Regions from separate parts of the Capsicum annuum genome. Here region 2 is linked to region 1. Evidence: chromatin contacts called from public Hi-C data. All regions are on one chromosome and are shown on one strand. The core of a region is the stretch at or near the end of the contact, and the rest is flanking DNA. Distances in the headings are between cores, read along the strand shown.

Evidence for each region. Hi-C and Micro-C count contacts between places; a contact is called where the count stands out from the background.
Region 2: a Hi-C map of leaf shows a contact between it and region 1, with 2.8 times the contacts expected there. The contact joins the promoter of LOC107863162 here to the enhancer-like site in region 1. A contact is called at or near these places in 2 of 5 Hi-C or Micro-C datasets (leaf and placenta).

Annotation. Positions count from the first base shown.
Region 1 is chr3:226,782,437-226,785,593 of UCD10Xv1.1, reverse strand. It overlaps LOC124897080 (a long non-coding RNA gene), which reads right to left. Exons shown (of 2, transcript XR_007053664.1): 2 at 1,992-2,459. Among protein-coding and RNA genes, the nearest start is that of LOC124897080, 2.6 kb to the right of the region's middle. Within about 2 kb of position 1,518, at least 2 of the 5 cell types and tissues checked have an H3K27ac peak or open chromatin away from gene starts, as enhancers often do. A contact at or near this core is called in leaf, where this site is marked.
Region 2 is chr3:226,848,379-226,851,535 of UCD10Xv1.1, reverse strand. LOC107863162 (RNA polymerase sigma factor sigE, chloroplastic/mitochondrial) reads right to left here and starts at 1,442. Exons shown (of 6, transcript XM_016708968.2): 1 at 1,261-1,442; 2 at 1-500. The coding sequence starts at 439.

The sequences.
Region 1 (3,157 bases), core at 269-2,768:
TTGCAAGTTTTAAATTTAAGAGGGAAATAAATTTATGCTTTTGTAAAATAAGAAGATTATAGAATTATTTTTTTATTATTAATTATTATAGAAAAGTCGATTATGTAATAGATAATACCTTTGAAAAAATATTAAGAGAGTATTAAATTAAAAATGTTTCGCTAATTTTTGAGAATTTGATTTTCAAAACAAATTAGCTTCTAAATTTGAAGATTAATTTCTTAAGTTTGGAGAAAATTATTTTAATCCAAATAAACTATTATGTCATCCTAAAATAAAATACTCACCTTTAGAAGACTTGTTTTAAGGAGAAAATCGAAGGAACCAATTAATCTGTTTTAGATAATATAAAATTATGTGAGAAAATTATGAATTAAGTAAAAGAAAACTAAGATAAAATAAAATGATAACACCTTAAGGAATTTACCTAGATTAATTGATTAAAATGTTACTCCCTCCGTCTCAAATTATTCGTCCTAAATTGAGATGGTACATTGATTAAGAAAAATAATTAATAACATGGCTAGTTTATCATAGTACCCATATTAAATGATGTTTACATTTTAATTTAAAGAAAAAGTAATTAATGCAAAGGGTAAAACATAGAAAAAAAAAACTTGTCTCTTCTTCACTAATGAAAAAAGACAAGTAAAATGAGAAATCAAATTAGGAAATTTGGGAAGGTTAATACAAATAAACAATACAAGCCACCAAAAATAAGGTTAAATTATACAAATCTCATATTTAATAGACTATATTACCCAATATCCCTTACTTTTTAAAATGTACATAAAATTTCGATCTTCAATTTTACTCTTGATACATATCAACAAAACCTCACATCCTATTTTTACTCCACCATTAACTCATTCAAACTATTTTTTTTTAAAGATTTTCTTCCATAAAATCTCCCTAATTATCATCAATTAAGTATCTTCCTTCCTGATTTTTTCTCCTCCTTTAACACATGCAACTTTTTTTTTTCCAATATTTCCTCTCCTAAAATCTCTGCCAATTTTTTTAAAATAAATTGATTGATACATATATAAATTTATTTAGTTATTCATTCATGTTTATTCTTTTAATGGTGATTCATATGAATGATAAATATGATATCATTATATGGGTATTATGGTGATTCATACGATAAATACAGCTTGTATGATTTTAATAGATGATACATATGATATTAATGGATGATACATATGGTATATGTTGATTCATATGGTAGATACAATTATTTATTTCAATTATTGGGTGATTCATATGATATTAATAGGTGATACATATGGTATTATGGTGATTCATATGGTAGATATAATTATTTATTTCGATTATTAGGTGATTCATATATTATTAATGGGTGATACATTTTATTCACACTGTATCAAAAAATGAAGCAGCCATTTCCATCATCGGAGCTCACTGTTTCGGTGAACCAACACCGATCCACTAAAAAACGATCCACTCACCACCGAAAATTCCCATAACAACTTACCAACCGAAACACCACTCTTTCGTACCAACCGAAAAAAGCAGAGCGCAAAAAACAAAAAAGAAGAAAAAAATACAAAAATCTTGTATGAACCATCTTTCAGGTGACCTCTGTACATCTGAATTTGAAAATACAGTAAGTTTATGAGCCTTTGTCCTTCATACTTTGCTAACTCAGTCATATAATATATGTAGTTTACTGTACTAGTTGTTACATTCCGGCACCGGATCTGAGTTTTTCGGTACGGAATGATCGGAGTCGACGAGGACGAGAGGAGGAGCAGGACTCAGAATAAACGAGGATTAGCGTATTGAAATTTTTTTTGAATCTAATTAATTCATTGTGTAACTGATTGTGCGTAATTTGCTCCACAAAATAAAAGAGAATTTGTTACTTCCTTAAATAAATATCCAGTCAGTTTCAAATGTATCACTTTTTTATATGTATCACCGTATAACAAATGTATCACCATTTCAAAAAATCGGGATAAAATATAATTAACAAAATAGTCGAGATTTTATATAATATCACTTATAGATTCAGGAATTTATGTAAGTTACCCAAAAAATAATATAAGAATTAAAATTGGGCCCTAAATTAGCCCATCAATAAAGTTGTCCAGCTTTTGGGCTTTAATTCATGGACTTCAGTCCATTTTTATCCATGTATACCAATTGTATATCACAGCTTTGCCTTGCTACGTTTTACTGTATATATGCAGTATATCAGTGTATAAATCCATATACTTGCTTCCATCTTTGTTATGCACCACGCATAAGCATACACCAGCCGCTCTTGACCGGTACGACCCGTATATATGCGTATATCAGTGTATACCAACAGCTATATTAATCCATTTTCTTCATGCATTAGTCCATTTCGGACATTTGTTGCGGCTTTTGAATCTAAGATGATGTAGGCCTCTTTGGAGCATTCGGAAATGCGAAAAATGGAGTCCAATGGACTTAAATGAATTTCACATGCCAAATAAACAAAAATAAAACTAGTATTTAGATGGATAATAATCACTTTAGTACGTAGGAAGTTAACAGAATGCAAGATTGCCTATGTAAATAATGTTAACATGATCTCACACATTTAAAACATACCTGCCCGATAACTGTAGAAAGACCTCTAAAATTGTTAAGAGAAAGAAATCTATTCTAATGTAATTAAAGAATGATAAAGATTAGTATATGTTATTAAACTCACAGCATTCATCAAAATAATAGTATGAGGGTGGAGGTATAAAAATGTACAAAATAAACCTAAGCAAGTGAACATGATTCTCAAATAACAATTATTACATATATTCAGACAAAAATAGCATGAATTCTTTGTTTTCTGTATATCCTAAAACTAAATTCTTTTCCTTACTTCTAAGGAGCAATTTATATTCTCGAGTTAACATATTACAAATATAATAAACACCCTTACCAGTTACACTACTCAAACACAATAAACCATTACAAGAACCTCCAATTTTCACTTTATACTTAACAGAATTCACAAACACAATAAATCATTACAAGAACCTCCAATTTTCACCCTTGGTTCACTGCTCAAACACAATAAACCATTACAAGAAATTCCAACTTTTCACAATACTCAATAGAATTCACAAACACAATAAACCATTACAAAAACTTCCAATTTCACCCT
Region 2 (3,157 bases), core at 193-2,692, 66 kb before region 1:
CATTATTAGCAACCTCTCTCTTTGCTTCCTCATCACCTTCTACAATCCTCTTCCTCGTCCTTGGCCTTCTCTTCACCAAACGATCCTTAACTTCGGTATTGGAGCTAGCAGTTTCCAGACTGCGCTTGTAGATACTTTCAAGTTTGGCAGCAGCTTCACTGTAATCTAATTCTGACGTGCTCGGAAAGGCTTCCATTGAAACAGCATGAACTCTCTCGGGACGTTTAGATACTCGTCTTGACCTCTTTTCATTTTCTTTAGACGTTTCTATAGGCAAGGATATGGATTCCTTAGGTGCAACTAAAGTTGTATTCTTTGTTTTATCTTTCTTAAACGATACAATTACTGGCCTTTTAAGCGGACATAAACGAGCTGCAAACCTTGTGCTCAATCCCAATGGACTTCGAGAAGCAGAGCTAGAAACAGTCACAACTCCCATGCCAAGTTGTGCTATCAAAATTTTTCTCAATGAACAAAAGAGCTTCTCACAAACTATTCACCTGCCAAATCCAATATACATGCACTATGAATTATGATACATAAAACAAAACTAATCTCAACTTGAAGACAAATGGTTAAGGAAATTCCCTAAAGGCATGAACTATTTTCTTCTATTTTCCTGTTTGTTTTCTGACGAAGCTTCAGTACAAAGAATCAACAAATTAAAGTTAATTACTCATAATTCAACAGCTATTGGCCAGAACTTTGCAATTCTGAGATTCTGTTCACTGAATATCTTAAGCAAGTTTGATTTCGAGAGTTACACAACTATTCGATCACAATCATATTATTTTCTAAAACAATTTCATTGAGTAAACATCTCGAAAGGTCACTCAACTGTAAGAATTTATCTAGCAAAGTTACTGAATGTTGTTTTATATCAATAAAACCACTCAACTTAGTCCGTTGTATCAATTAAATCATTCAACTTAAGACTTTACTTGATAAATCCTCAAAATTGAGTGAACTTTGAGATATGAACTCAAATTTTGTTTCCTCATTTTCGACGAAAAAAGCATTCCGGTATACTAAGCTCCCGTTATTTTCAAGTTTGGAAAAAGCCGGACCACAAGAGTCTATTGTATCCGTTCTTTTCTATAGATTAAACCCATGACCTCCGGATAACGTGATAACAACACTATTAATTATGTTCAGTTCAAGCAAACCGGAATGAAGTAAATCAAAAATACTTACTTTCAACAAACTAATTAGACAGTTATAGTACACATAAATGATAAATCAGAAAACAACGTATAGTACCTGAAAATATCACAGAATAAATTAATCTTAGCCAACGGTATATGAAGATTCTGGTAACCAAAACTGATCGGAGCTAAACTTTTTTCTACGACGAAAAGAAAAATGATCGAAGTGGAAATTTGAGAGGCTCAAAATGTACGTGTGGTAGTTAATAACAAAATATTATTTTCTAATTAACAATATATACACATTCGAATTTCGGTGTCCACAAGCTCTTTTTTCTAACCATCCAACGGCCAAGATTTCTAAGTTAGAAAGATCGACGGTCAGAATTTATAATCCACGTGGATAGAATAGGAGAAGAGGATGACGTGGACAGCAGTAGAGTGACTACGTGGCAAGTTGAGAGTGGAAGCAGAGATATTTTTGAGTAAATTTATGGATGTGGTTACTGACACGAGGTGTGCTTTTTAATTTTTTGTATAAAAATAAAAAATGATCACGAAATTAAAGTGGACCTACTGATGAAGTGGTGTGTAGAATCTTACGTTGCTTATTTTGTGCCATTTGAATTTTGTAATTTTCTAATTTATGTTTATTGGGGTTTATTATTATTAATAATAATATTAATTGTCTGCCTCATAATTTTACAAGTGTGAATCTTACTATTATTGTTAGGATAAATAAATTTGAATATTTCAAAGTCCAAGCTAATCACTAGTCTTCAATGCCAGAAAAAAATTATTTTGACTGTTTTCTTATCATGTATAATTGTGCATATTCCATCATTTGGTTGATGGGATAAGAATAATAATCACAAAATATTATGTTATTATTTTATTTTATTATTTTTGTGTAAATAATTGAATAAGTTATCTCATATCAAAAATAAAATAAAATAATTTTATAAAATATCTTTATTTATTTCATTTCACCAACCAAACAACTCCTAAGTTTACTACGTCTACATAGTAGACAAAAGAAAGATGTTGTTCATGGCTAAATAGTTTTCTATTTTTTGTGTAAAATCATTTTTATATGAAATGTATTTAATTGGATGCCCAATGAAAAAACTTATAACACAAAATTTTTCAGTTGAAAACAAAAAATTGCCCAAAAAAATTATTGATATGGATTAATGCAAACCACATATATAACACAGAGTCAAGTTTGTTTCGATTAAGTTTTATCTATACACAACAATCATAAGATTTTTATCTTATCATATTATTTAAGTCTAGAATTTTATATCTAGAGCATAGATAACTTTTAGTATTTTGGTCCAATATGGTTCAAAGGAGAATTTGGATGAGTCCTACTCTAATATGTTAGTCTAAAAAACTATCCTCTCATTAACTACTATGTGGAATTTCAGCGTCATCACACAAGCACACCCAAACATTATCTAATGTCCTCAACAATCTATTTGGTTGGCCTAAGTGACTAATTTAGAATTTTTGGAACATGGGTGCATCACTAAAAAAGAAGAAAAAATATATTTAGTTAAAATTGGTTCCTAATCCTCTTAGTAAATAACTCAATCTTCAACCAAATGTACCATTTGTTATTATCGTAGCACAGGTGCCAACAAATAATATAAATAGAAAATATGTAGTTTTATGAAGAGATCAATATTTCACATACCCCAAGTTTAGTACATAAATCTGTCTATGATTTGTGCTACATTAGAGGTGATTCAACTCTGATAACATATTAAGAAATGAACAGTTTTATGTGACAAAAATAAAAATATAACTTTTGTGTGATAAATTGATTGAATAACTTCTAGGAGAAAAAATTAGAGAAAAAAATTGCACAATAAGTTTTAAAATTAGATAATTTTATATAATAAACCAGGAAAATCGGCCGCGCTTCACTCGGTGATACAATTTTTATTATTTTCTTCAATCAATTTTATATTTTGTTTAGATTTATTTATGTCGTGGTCGTCCTAACA